2 separate regions of the Mus musculus genome follow, and region 2 is linked to region 1. The links are chromatin contacts, called in public ChIA-PET maps. All regions are on one chromosome and are shown on one strand. Each heading gives the region's core, a stretch centred on a gene start, on an enhancer-like site or on the middle of the called end of the contact. The rest is flanking DNA. Distances are from core to core; before and after follow the strand shown. Region 1 overlaps Runx2 (runt related transcription factor 2). Region 2 overlaps Supt3 (SPT3, SAGA and STAGA complex component).

Evidence for each region. ChIA-PET counts read pairs in DNA pulled down with a chosen protein or histone mark.
Region 2: a contact with region 1 is called in an RNA polymerase II ChIA-PET map of memory CD8 T cells, with 27 read pairs. The contact joins two enhancer-like sites. A contact is called at or near these places in 1 of 484 Hi-C or Micro-C datasets (the HPC-7 cell line) and 1 of 115 datasets of contacts at active chromatin or transcription factors (memory CD8 T cells).

The regions. Positions count from the first base shown.
Region 1 is chr17:44,653,306-44,660,345 of GRCm38.p6, forward strand. Runx2 (runt related transcription factor 2) reads right to left here. Exons shown (of 7, transcript NM_001145920.2): 4 at 5,214-5,387. Among named protein-coding and RNA genes, the nearest start is that of Runx2, 80 kb to the right of the region's middle. Within about 2 kb of position 1,251, at least 94 of the 459 cell types and tissues checked have an H3K27ac peak or open chromatin away from gene starts, as enhancers often do. A contact at or near this core is called in the HPC-7 cell line and memory CD8 T cells, where this site is marked.
Region 2 is chr17:45,118,928-45,125,931 of GRCm38.p6, forward strand. It overlaps Supt3 (SPT3, SAGA and STAGA complex component), which reads left to right. Exons shown (of 12, transcript NM_178652.3): 12 at 216-363. The coding sequence ends at 257. Among named protein-coding and RNA genes, the nearest start is that of Gm35097, 25 kb to the right of the region's middle. Within about 2 kb of position 1,359, at least 88 of the 459 cell types and tissues checked have an H3K27ac peak or open chromatin away from gene starts, as enhancers often do. A contact at or near this core is called in the HPC-7 cell line and memory CD8 T cells, where this site is marked.

The DNA of each region.
Region 1 (7,040 bases), core at 1-2,500:
TTGTCCCCACATGGAACGTGATGTAATGGAGTGTTGCACAAGGTGGCAAGGGAGCCTGACTCAGTGAGTGGACCAGAAGAGGCCTGGCAGAGGCATGGCAATTGGCCCAAGTCTGGAAAAAAGAATGTCTGGGGGAAAACAATAAACAGAAGGATATGCCAGGAAAAAGTAGGGATATGGTGGCATATTACTAAAGAGACTGTGAGTGAACTGTCAGATGAGCGGCACGCACATTCCACGAGGAGAAAGCCACTGTAAAGGATACAATGGCCCATCTAGTAGATACCCAAGAATCTAGTCCTGCCTGAGGGTCTACTGAAAATGGAAGTCATACCAGAAACAAACAAACACTATCCTAAATACTTCCAGCATCTACATTCATGGAAAATTAATTTTCATTTAGTATTTAACTAACAACTCATACCCTTCTCCAAGTCTTCCCCCACACCATAAAATGATATCCCTGTTCTCCAGCTGCCCAGGTAAAAAAGCTCCAAGTTCTACACTCCCTGTAGTGTCATTAGATCAGCCCCTGGAGCAGCACCTTGACCATAAGCCTGCTTCTACCGTTGGCCCATGGGATGCATGCACCCTATACAGAGCACCCGAAGGTGGCATGTAAACATGTCGGTGATTAGAGAACACCCATCCCTTGGTTCCTATCCTTCAGTGGCCCCATCCTCTGAGGTCCTCCATAGCTTTGCCACGGCCTGCTTTTCTGAGTCTGCTCATTCTCAAGAGTCCTCCCACCTGCATGAGTCCTCCCACTGCTTACGTGCTGCTCCTCACAGGCCTGTCTCCAAAGATTCCTTCCCCAACTTTACAATCGAAATTAGTTGCTTCCCTTCCTCCTAAGTTGCTCTCTGTACTAAGTGCTTCATTTTCTGCTCCTGGACACTTATTTTGAAACGATGTCATGTGTACTCGTTCTACTCCTTTATTGGCTGTAAATGTCACTGAAATGTAAGCTAATGAGAGAGGACCAGGCCCTCTTATAAAAACATATTTGCACAGAAGATTACATGAAGTAGACTGCAGATATAAAACACTGCATTTTCAAAATTTCATAAAAGCCATTGCAAAAACTGCATCTATTTGATTCACTTACAACAGTGCCTAGCAAAACATTAAGCCTCAATTGACTTCCTGCATAAATGATTAAGAGAAAAATATCAGTATATACTGTCCTTCCAGTGATGAGATCAAAATTCCATCCCACAGAGCCCAAGGGCATGAATCACCAGAATTACTTTTACGTACAACTGTGTCATACAGAGAATTTACAGTGGCAGCTGTCATGAGAAGCGCCTCCTAGCATGGCATCTTCAACCTCCAAAACCATTGCCACATGCTGAGTCAAAGGGGGTTGGCATTTGCAACAGGCTAGGTGTTTCCTGGTGCCAAGAGACAGGCAGCAGATGTCAGAATGATAAAAAAGAGTTGGGGAGGAGGCAACTTCCTCAGGAAGCTGTGGGGAGGCCCTGGTCCCTCAGGCAGAAAGAACATGAGCCATCAAAGACATCAACAGAGCGGCACCACCGGCCTGGCACAGCAGAGAAGCCAGCCCACCATATGGCTGGAACCTTTGGCCCTAGGAACTGCAAGAGACATTAGAAAAGGCTAATTATGAACCACTAAGCACTAACTATTTCCTTGAACTTCATTTTGCTGTGCTGGGACTCTGAAGAAGTCATCTGCCTTTGATGTTGGGCAAGACGAAGAACTTCAGATGCGCATACAACCATGACCACTGTGTGCTGTGAGGGGGTAAACACCTCAAGAGAACCAAGCTAACAAGAGAGAATCAGGCTCTGTGACAAACATCCTTGAACAGAGAATTACATGAACTAGAATGCCGATAGGAAATGCCAAGAAGTTACCACTCTAGGCAAGTCTCAAGAATGTGAGTTCTGCAGCTCCTTCTAGTATGAAACCAACTGGTTTAACAGCAGAGAATTATATAGAAATGTGGTTTCTGCCATAGTTCACTTTCAGGAAACAAGAATGGCCTGGATAAGAAATTAGAAAGCACGGTCCATGCTAACAAGAAAATCATGATACAGTTCTGCTGTTTTTGCACCTATTTCTTCTCTATTGGATTCTCATCAAGTCTACATTTAGTGAGACTCTTTGCTTCAGAGAAGTCCACACCAGCCAATGGAGAAAAACAGATACACAGAAGCTGAGAAACAGTGGCATTCCCACAAATGCTCAGAGAATGGAAAGGAGCTTTTGGAGAAAGGCTCTTCCCAGGAAGATAATGAAGAGATCTGGGGAGGAATTCCACCTCCTCAGTAGACTGACTACTATGAAAAGCATGGTGCGTGAGGGCCAAGATCCAAATGAGCCTCTTTGGCTAGAGTAGATGAAGAAAAGCACTTTTCCCTGCTCTCTGCCCTGCCAAAGATGGGCTCTCTGCATGTGCTGGGATCAAAAGCACACTTAGTAAATAAACAAGAAGGTGAATCCTGAGATTCACCCATGATGTAGCTACTGTCCTGGGTGTTCCTGGATTTCCTGCTTGTCTAGTTTCAAAGACTCGGCATACCCTTTACTACTTGCAGGCATCTTTGTCCCCGCATCCTCGCAACAACATGAGGACATTTAAAGAACATCCACACAACCAAGAGCAGAGCATGTCCAGATACACCTGTACACCTTTGCTTTGGGAGGCTGGAGAAAAAGCTATCATGACCAAAAGAGGACAATGAAGAAAACTGTGAAAACAACTGATCCTTAATTGGCCCACCAATACCAAAGCCCCCCATGTGAAGGACCAGTATCTTATAAGACAGACTTCTAGGATGCTATCAATACCTGTGGAATGCCATAATTTCATTTTAAGAAATGGACCCAGGGAATATTAGCTGTCCTGCTGCTTCTAACATGCCAAGCAACTGCGAGCAAGGAGCTCAACCTTCCTGACCCTCTCAAGAGGGATGGTAGTGGAGAGATACTGCTGCCAACTGGAGGTGAACCTATTCTGCAGAAGGGGAGGTCAAACTCCTGATCTTCGCAGATGCTCTGCCCCCCCATAAGTCCCTGCTTTCTCAGAAGCTTACTCACACGTCTGCATGCAGGGATGCTGTTAAAGGTAGCCCCTCCCCCACTGCCTTTCCAATGTCTGGCTCAAGGATGTCTAAAGTACCTTTAGGTTCTCGGCTTTCTTGTTGTTGTTTGTTTTGTTTTGTTTGTTTGTTTGAGGCGGGGTTTCTCTGTATAGGTTTCTCTGTTCCAGGGCTGTCCTGGAACTCACTTTGTAGACCAGGTTGGTCTCGAACTCAGAAATCCGCCTGCCTATGCCTCCCAAGTGTTGGGATTAAAGGCGTGCGCCACCACTGCCTGGCTTACAGAGCTCTCCTGTGACTTTACTCATAGATTTAGGCCTCTTAAGTGGATCAAGCATCAGCCAGGTTCAAAGGGCCATTTTAAAGTCCCATAGTCCCATAGGAGGCTAGAAAGAATGAAGAGCAATGAAGCTCAGCAATAAAGAGCTCTTGTTGCTCTTATAGAGGATCCAGCACCCATAAGCTCTAGTTCCTGGGGATCTGATGCCCTCTTCTAGACTCTGAGAGCACCACATACATGCACTACACATTCATACATGCAGGCAAACACTCATGCACATTAAAGCAAGCAACATACTAAAACCATTAGTTGTCAATATGTTAACAAATAGTTAAAGATTAGAACATAGAAATGAAAAACTTAAGTAGCCTAGTAGTTACCAAATCATATGATGTATATATGCATATAAAAGTAATCATGACTGTAAATAATATAGAAACACATACCCTCCTCTCTCTCTCTCTCTCTCTCTCTCTCTCTCTCTCTCTCTCTCTCTCACACACACACACACACACACACACAAACACATGCACACATACAGACAGACTGAGAATTTTTATAAGATGGCTATTTTGAATCTTGATCAACTGAAGTCCAGTACTTTAAAGTTATAACATCCACAGGCTAGTGTGAACCTCACCCTTGCACTTTTATCATGAGCACATCTAGCACACATTTTTTAGCCATTTGCTTCATGAATGCTGTTTAAAGTTTCAGACAGGTTAAAATATGGTCCTCTCACAGAGTACTAACATTCTTCCAGTATACTGAGACATATTATTTTTTATTTTATTTTTTTTACAATTCCAAATTACTTTTTATGCAACTGCATTCATTTACTAAACAAACCCAAAGAAAGAAAAGGCTACTCTTAGGAAATATCCAAGAATACATTTGCAGAGCATGGGCAGGAGACCGAAAAGAGGTGGGTCAGAAACATTTCTGTTTTGAGACCGTTATGCATACTTAAGTATAGCCACTACAGAAGAAAACCTAGCCATCAAAAAAATGCACATTTAGGGTTTATTGCATGTTTTGTTTTGACTTGTTTTCTCATTAGTCTACTCTGCCTCTAGCAAGGACAACAAGAAGATGAAGTAATATTCTTTGACCTCTTGATATTTTTGACATGCAGATTAAAGATCTGCCACGATCCACACATTCTTGTCAACGGGACCTCAAAGCAATCAAACTGATCCTAAAGTAAGGTCTGTATTTGTACCAGTTGGGTAGAAAACCAAAAAGAGCTGGGATCTTAATGCATCATAGCCAGTTATGACCTGATGCTGGTGTTAAGAAGAAACAAAGTGACCTGCGCACTGAAACATATAAGCAGAAATGCAGTGTGGAGAACCGGAGCTAATTATGAATCCAAAATGGGTTCTGTCTGCCTGAAGAACTATTCACTGACCCTGCCTCTAACTACCAATCAAGGCTTCCTGTTAGCCCTTGGCTATTTTTGAAGCAAACTAAATGAAACTGTTATATGTGTAAGAAATTTACACTCAAATCCGAGTCGGCAACACTAATCTTCCAATGGTCAGGGTGTGATGCTGTCCCCTGCACCAGCTGGATACAATATAGAATTTATATCACACATTCTCCCACAGCACAGCTCTTCCCACCCCGCCACAGTGTACACGACACAGCTGTAAAGCCCAACATTAGCAGAAACCTTCATTTTCATCCCCAAGTTATCAAATGTCAAAACGGTCTTAATAAAAGGAAGAAATCAGTATCTTCGCATCTTAAGTTTTTCACGAGCCGATCGCAGCTCTGGAAGTCACGAAATGAACACATCTTATCTGGTAGCCCCTCACCCCCAGCCTGCCAGACTCCAAGTGAAACCTATGCGTCTGTCTTACCTGTAATCTGACTCTGTCCTTGTGGATTAAAAGGACTTGGTGCAGAGTTCAGGGAGGGCCGTGGGTTCTGAGGCGGGACACCTACTCTCATACTGGGATGAGGAATGCGCCCTAAATCACTGAGGCGATCAGAGAACAAACTAGGTTTAGAGTCATCAAGCTTCTGTCTGTGCCCTGGAAACAGCAAATCATAAAATAAAAGCACATTAATTAGCTGAACAATTGATCGTGCTATATAGATATGTGTAACATACATACTGGGTGGTTTAAGCCAAGGAATTATCAACACTGATATTTATTATGATCCGTCTATGCAAGCTGCTCTTCAAGCATCGTAGGGTGACAGACCTTCCTAATTCTATCTGTATGCGGGGACTGAGGGTCCCAAGAGTGACCTGAATCAAGGGTTCAAGAGGAACTCTCGGGGTGCCTCCTCTAGCCCTGCAATAAGAGGATGGGAAGACTGAGTGCTCTGGGGAATCCCTTCTCGCTTCACAATGGGGAGCCCCGTCTGAAAGCTCAGGGAGTCAGCTACATTCTCACAAACCCAGGGCAGGAACACGGGCAAACGCTTTTTGGAAGGCAGATTTCCATAGTGTCTCTAGTGATCTGTTTTCTTTTTGTGGTGCAGCTAGCTACTTATTCCTTGCTGAAAAGTTAAAACTCAAAAAAGGGAAACAGAAAGGAAGAAGGAAGGCAAAAGGAAAAGGGGCAGAAAATGGGGGGGGGAGATAGAAGGGAGGGAGAAACATAAAAAGAAAAGAAATACAAATACAAATACAAAGAAAGTCAGAAAAGAAATCTGACAAAGAAAATCAGATTTTCAAAACGGACAGATCTGGGGATTTTGAGATGTGCTAAAGCCCAAACGCGTATAATACACCCCATTAAATCACATAGAATATGTTTTCTTTTAAATCTACCACTGTAGCTTTATGCAAGAAAGTGGAAAGTGGTGTTGGGCCAAATAGGTGACTGTGAATGTGGTCACCCATTATGAGAGGGAGGGAGAGAGGGAGAGAAAGACGGGGGGGGGGGGGGGAAGGATGGAGGGGGGGAGGAAGGGAGGGAAGGAGGAGAGAGAGAAAAGAGGAGTGAAGAGGGAAGGAGGAGAGAGAAATAGAGAAACAGATAGGCAGACAGACAGACCTTTTCTTTCTTCTGGTTTATTCAAGTTATACAGCAAAGGAAATCTGGGTATTAAAGAAATGTGCAAATTAAAAATAGATCAAGTACTGAAACATCTTCAAAAGTCACAAACTCATCTACTATAAGGGATGTGGCAGTGTCTTGGTGCTGTGACCATGTGTGGCTGTGCACCTAACAGGAGAGGGTTGCTGTGCTGGGGAGCCCTATCTGCTGCTCAGCACTTTAGAATGTGTGCTCAAACAACGGGAACTGATGCAAGGCATGGTATGGGAATGATGACTGAATGAGAAGATGCGTTCTGAAGCAAAACTCAGGGAACCTGATTATTACTCATCTAAGAAAAAACCCTGAGCATGGATTATGAATAGCCTCTGTCGGGAATGGGTATCTGTCATGGCCTTAAGTGCTGTGACACCTTACCTTCCCCTACATTCAGCACAAGGGAGACAAATATGTCAGGAGAGGGTTAAGTTGAGCATTAGAATTCCCTAGCTATAAGCTGTCTTCATAAGACAAATTCCTTATTTTATTTGCCCCAAAATGTATTTTCCTGTCTCCCTTTTCATTGCCTACCCAGCCCAAAGAAAACAGACAGGAAGCCAAGGCTTGGTAATATGAGTGTAGCTGTCTCCACAGCCAAGCATGTTCCAACTGGGCCCATTAACTGAAATGCACCCA
Region 2 (7,004 bases), core at 109-2,608, 470 kb after region 1:
CACCCACTTCCCCAAAATAGACTCCCTAACCACTTGTTAACCACATTGACTTTAATAGACAGAATGGTCGCTATAGCTGTGCCACCAGAAATATTCATATTCAGTGTCCTATTAGCTCGTAGCCAGCAGTCTACAAAACAGGAAGAAAGCCTCTGCCTCCTCTCCTTGTTCGACTTGATGCGATAATTCATTGCAGATTTCTTTGTCTTTGACAGAGTGCCTACCGAAGGAGTGGGATGGCTTTCCTGGCCTGCTGAGGGGACCATGGCCGTGCCTGCCGCCACGAAGAGGGAGTGGTTCACCGAGGTCATTCTTGCCTGTCCTGCCGGAAAATAAAATAGGATTTTATGTTCTCCTGCCCTAGGGAGTGGCCTGCTTTGTTTCTGACTCTTCAACCGTCTGACTACAGCTCTTCCCCATCCTCCTCAGCCTTGTTTACTGAATGGGCCATTGCCTAATTAATGGCAGGATGTTGGGGATGGTGTGTAGGTGGACAGAAATGCACATCACACAATTTTGGAGTTTGAATTTGGCACAGATTTGCTGCCCTCAGCTCCTAAGTCTTAAAAGCGGTGTTGTGCGTTTTTTTCCCCCTCCAGTGTTTAGTCTGCCTTTTATATGATGCATTTTTATGATTCAGATTTGGGACAAAAGAGACAAAATTTAGATGAGTCAGTGTACCCTTCCCACTGACCCACCAACTGTGCTTTCCAACACTGTTGATTGTCTCTGTGTGCATTTTAGAAACATAGTTACTTTATAAACATACACCCATCAGAGATTCTGCTGGTGAGACAAGCCACCTGTTCCCTCCTCCCCCATCACCTCAGTCACTGAAGAGACCATCTTTATGCGCACGCGCGTGCACACACACACACACACACACACACACACTTTCCATGCCCTTTCATAGCACAGTTTAAAATCGGGAGCACGAGGATCCTAACCCTGCAGATTCTACCCCTGATGGGGATCCAGCACTGCTTGCTGGGAGCTGCCAAGCTACCCCTCTGCCATCCGTACTTTCTCTAGTAAACGAGGAAGTGTAACTCTTGGGAACAAACCAAAATATAGCAGATGCCCCGGCATAGCTCCTGATTAATATGAATCGAGCAGGAGGAAGTTATGTCTTTCGTTCTGTAAGTGTTCCGGGTAAGAGAGAGAAGCAAGAGCAGAAGTTTCCTGTGCGAACAAACCGTTCTGAGCCTCAGTGTGCTGTGCCCTGATGTGCCGTGCCGTTCCCCGCTGTGGTTTACCTGATGTGTAACAACCGTTTTCAGGAAGAAGAATGTACATGTTATAAAAAAAAATGCAGATATTTAATATCAAAAATTGCCGAGGGGTTCTGACGTTCCACCCGCGCTTATTGAAAAGTATGATTATGCTTTTTCTTTTCATCGTCACTCTCATTGCCCTTGGCGTCCCTAATCATGGGAAATTATAGCCCTGCAGTAAGCATCCTTATGCTGGAAATGGCAAGCTTATTGTATTTGGTTTCCATCTGCCAGAAGATCTCAAAGTTTCAGGGGCTGAGATCTCCCATTGAAAACCCTTCTCTGCCCCGCATTATATATTTGAAAACTGCACCAGGTAAAAAATGCAAGGTTTTCTTTTTCCCCTTCGTTTTCTTCTACCTAATCTCCTCATAGTCCCGGGAAGGGAAGACTCAGCGCACATTTCTCTCAGGAACACGACAGCTCTGTGTTTGTGTTGGTCTGCTGTATGTTTGTCTATCTTGAACTGTCTGACAGGTAATTATTTATAAAATCTGCTTTTGCCCAGGGAGCTCACATAATCACTTTCACTTTTCATCATCGTCCAGAAAGCTGAAGGTAAAATGAAACAAGGTCTTTTGTGTCTTTCCTGAGCGAGCCGAGATGTGCCCATAGTCGCTCAATATTAATAGTTTTAATTTTTTTCTCTTTCCTACACGTGGGCTCTTCCCCTAGCCCATTGAACAAGACTAAATTAGAAGTACGACAAAATTTTATAGACAGTGATATAGATAAAATTTAGAAGAAAAATCTCACAAATGATACTTCCATAAACTATACCCTCAGATTAAAGTGTCACCTATTATCACAGTAGAGAAGGCAGCTGTGAGGGCCATTGGGAATTGTCACATACTTAGATGCAAACGAGCCTGGCCTAGACAAGCAAATGACTGTCCTGGGTCACCGTCTGTGATTCCCGAAGCCTTAACACATACTTTACCACCCTGGACTTATGAGACTGTCAGCCAGACACAACAGGGCTCTCATATTTATTCTGTACAATAGCATAAACTTATTTCTTAAAGATACTGATTATACACACAGCTAAAGTATAAATGTGGAATCATAATAGTGAAATCTTTGAAGGGCTGTGCCAGTAAATGACACACTTTCTACACATAAGGCCCAACTCTCAATCAGGTAGCAATACACAGACAGTTCCTGGGTGGGATTTTATTGTTGTTGTTGTTAATCCCCTGTACTTTAGCAAACTTAAAAGTAAATAAACCCAAAGATAGTAAATAGCTTCTCTTCTGGAAAATTGATGTGGCCCCGTAGGTAAGGAAAAAGGAAGCAGAAACCTTCTACTGCCTAAACTCACAAGTGTGACTTTCTGGAAATGCCCTTTTGGGGTCATGTCTAAAGGGAGTGCCTTCACACATGATAATAGTTGAGATTCAAAAATAATGTTCCAGATTAAGGTTTTTATTTAAAAAACATCAGAAATGCAAATATTTTTAAATATACAGTGTATATAGATAGCTCCTGTGAGGCTGTCTGGTCTTTGTTTTTAAAAAGTAGTAAACAGGGGCTGGTGAGATGGCTCAGTGGGTAAGAGCACCCAATTGCTCTTCCAGAGGTTCTGAGTTCAAATCCCAGCAACCACATGGTGGCTCGCAACCATCTGTAACAAGATCTGACTCCGTCTTCTGGTGTGTCTGAAGACAGCTACAGTGAACTTACATATAATAAATAAATAAATAAATCTAAAAAAAATAGTAAACATACCGACTTCAATGTTTTACCTCATGGAAGATAAGTAAACATAACTGGAGATATGAGCTCTGTCTGAAAGAAAACAAGTTTATTTGTCTAGAAATTGTAAAGTTTGAACTTAAGAATTTTTTTTCAATATAACACCCAAATTAGGCATTGCTTTCAGGCTCTTCTAACCTGTATGAGACAGGGAAGCAGCACGAAGCGTGGGCACTCTCATCTGCCTCCTGCAACTCAGGTAGAACCTTCCCAGGTCACATTTAAGTTCTCCCATCAACCATGTATACGTCCCGTAAAATCTTTTACGGTTTCCTGTATGCTTTGGCTGAGCATTTCATAGTATATAAACACTTCCACAAATAGTGTAAGGGCAGCGAATAGAGTGTGTCAAAGCGGCGCCCCTCCAGGAACCCAGGTCCCCAGCTATGTTCTATCTTGTTTGGAATCCAAAATCAGTGGTAAGGAGCAGGGACTCCAGCAGTTTCCGTGGAATTGTGTTCACTAAGGGAAAGGCTCTCTCCAAGGGCGTCCAGCCAAGTTTAGGCAACAGAGCCATGCTGTGGAAGGTGGATGTCGGTGTGATGTCGTCCTGGAAAACGAAAATATCAAAAGGTCCTGTCTCTTAAAATGAATCTCAAGTGTTTTGAGTGGGGTGGTGATACCTTGTGGGGGGGGGGCATGGATTTAAAGTATGAAACAAAATATCAAGCATACAAGCTGTCCTAAGTCTTGGAAATTTTGTAACAGAAGCATAATTTAAAATGGTCAGTTCGTACTCAGGAACAATAACGCCAACATATGAACTGCTGTGGCTCTGTGGAGAACTTGTTCATGCGCCTTTTCCTGCTCCTATGCACCCAGCTGTCACAAATCCCAGTGATACGGGGAAATAGAGTAGTGTCACTCTTCTCAGTGACACTGAGAAGTAAAAATAGGAAAAGACATAGAAGGATGAGTGGAAAGGGCCAAAGCATAGTCATGCATATCTACCCATCAGTGGGTTCATCAGTGCAGCACAACAGTCAGAGCAAGCCTCCGTGAGCTGTGCTTCTTGGGCCCCTCCTTGAAGGGCTGCCACGCCCCAAGAAGCGCACACAGTGTGACCCACAGGCAGGAAAGGAGACTCGGAACTTGGCAAGTTGAGTGCATTGTGAAGAGTGATCTAAAGTGGGACTGACATTTGTATCCAGTGCTTTGATCCCACTCTTAGGCAGTATTGAATATACTAGAAACTTCTGGAAACACAATGAAGAGAAAAACCTTTCTCATACCAGAAATACTTGATTACAGGAAATTTTCACTGAAGCTCAAAACAGTCTTTATCTATGCACTATGTAAGCAATATAAAACAAAGTGTATAACAATGTAATTTAGAGAATGCCAACTCCTCTTTAGTGTTGAAAACCTTAGGGTAAATATATGAATAGTGTAATGTGTATTAGGTCTAACAGAAGTGGGAGCATGGGTGCTGAGGCATGGGCTCAATGGGTAAGCAAAAGGACCTACATTCAGATCTCCAACACCTTCAGAAAAAGTCAGGTGGTTACCTGCCTGTCCTAGTAACCAGGAGTGAAGGGTGGAGACAGGAAGAATTCTGAGCTTTGCCGACTGCCAGCCAAGCCAAGAGAGACCTGCATTAATAAGGCAGAGAATGATAGAGCAGTATGCCCAGGGCCATCCTCTGACACACACCCCAGTCACTCATACCTGCACATATACATGTATGTGAATAAACACGCCACAGAAACAGAGGATCCTTACATAAACTGTGACAGAGAACACATCTTCTAAATTCTGGCTGTGTCCAGAAGACTGATTGTAAAGGCTACTATTGTATGCTTTCACACAAATTATCCATGTTGCAGAATAAGCTCTGTGTTGTTCACATGTGCTTGCAGTCAGGGGTCAATGCCAGGGTTCAGATGGCAGTGTTCAGAACATGCATGAATGGTTTTGAAGTATTTGTTCCTTAAATTCTAATTGTGATGAGCCTAGTTTCTCTTAGTCTGGCAAGTTTGCATGCATGCGTTTGAAGGATTTAATGTACAGCGATAAACAGGGAAATGGAAAGAAAGTGGCTGAGTGCAGTCTGCATTACAACAGCTCTCATCTATACTTAGCAACTTTTAAAATCCAACCCCAGGGGCTGGGAAGTGGCTCAGGGCTTAACACCAGCTGATCTTCCAGAGGAACTGCGTTCATTTCCCAGCACCCACATGGTGGCTCACAGCCTTCTGTTACTACAGTCCCAGGGTATCCAGTGCCCTCTTCTGGCCTCCACAGACAAGGAGCATGCATATGATGCAGATACCCATGCAAAGAGGCCTTTGACTGGCTTCCTCTAGCCACTTCATTTTCAAGAGTTAAGACAGCTTCCTGTGTGTTCACTGACCATGCATCACTCCCCACTGGCCTCTATGTGTGCCACTCACCCAGGAAGTCCCCAGACAACAGCAAATATTGCTGTTGCTAGTTTGGTTTATGATGCCTCCACAGGACCTGTAGAGAGTCAAAGAGCCCCATTGCCACTAAGCAGTTTAGCACAGCATGAGCAGGGTCTGTGTGGCTGTCAATATCCATGGTCACAATATCACAGGAGTATGCCAGAGACAGAAAACCTGGGGGGGGGGGAGACTGTATGTTGAGGAGTTAGAAGACAACTCTAAACTATAGCCAAGTAGTTGTATCCACATACAAAGAGCAGTAGAAAGTTCTGGACATCACTCAGGAAGTCAATATAGAGATTTTTTTTAATCTAAAATGACCTAGCTATATAGCCTTCTGGTAATATCACAAATGGAACAAGTCAGCCTACCACAGAGATGTTTTACAGCCCAGGTTCTCATTGCCTTATTCACAAAAGCCAAGCTAGGGGGACCATTGTATACACCCATCATCAAACGAATGGTCAGGGAAGATAAACACACAGATTTTACTAAGCTCTGAGGATAGTGAAATTTGCAGGAAAATGTGTGGAAACAAAGATCATCATAAGCAAAATAAACCATGTTCAAAATAGCAAGTTTTCTCTTAGTACATGGATGATAGACAGACAGACAGATCGACAGAGAGTACAAGAGGTACTATAAAGGGAAGAATGGTCTAAAGAGAAAGGGGAGGGCAAGATAGAGTGATGGGAAGCTAAATATCAGCTCTTCCCTTATATACAAATACACACTCATATGTACCCGTGCAGAAAGGAGGGAGCGAGTATGAGCCAGGCACACTAGTACCTATGAGAGAAAATGCTCTACCGAATCCCATCATTATGTATACTAACCAGCTAATCCGAAGGTTTTACAAAGCCTCAGAAAGGTGAGATGGATCACACAGTCTTGTGGCAGCCTCTCAGGCCAGGCTGCAGTGCCAGTGTTGAGGTACATGGGCTCCAGGTGAGCCTCTCTTCTATACTAGGCGTGGAGGTGAGTGAAGTCTCAAAAGTTCTCCATTTGTATGGGGGAACAGCAGGAAATTCTACCTGCCTCTTCTTTCCTGGGTTGTCAACGCGATGCCCTGCTCTCCTTCCTAGCCCTTCCCGTTATTTCAGGCTTGGCAATGGCATCTTCTGTTTTCACAAACTCTTTGAACCTGTTTCTTCCCCAGCCATCTGGGTGGTGTTATCCAGTCATCTCTCCACTTGCCTTTAGCCTGTTCCTGATAATTAGTTTCTTTCGGGCAAATCTTAAACTAACACTTCTCTTTCATCCCACGTGCACAGATTATACATTTAATAAACATCTGGTGTTTGCTGATATAAGTTCACTTACACTGAGCTTAGAAGCCTTTGGAAAAAAATATTTACTTGGGGCTGGAGAGATGGCTCAGAGGTTAAGAGCACTGGCTGTTCTTCCGGAGGTCCTGAGTTCAATTCCCAGCAACCACATGGTGGCTCACAACCATCTGTAATGAGATCTGATGCCCTCTTCTGGCCTGCAGGCATACATTCAGGAAGATTTGCTTAATCTACTGTTACTGCCTGCTTAACTTACTTGCCGGAATCTCGTGAACTGCAGA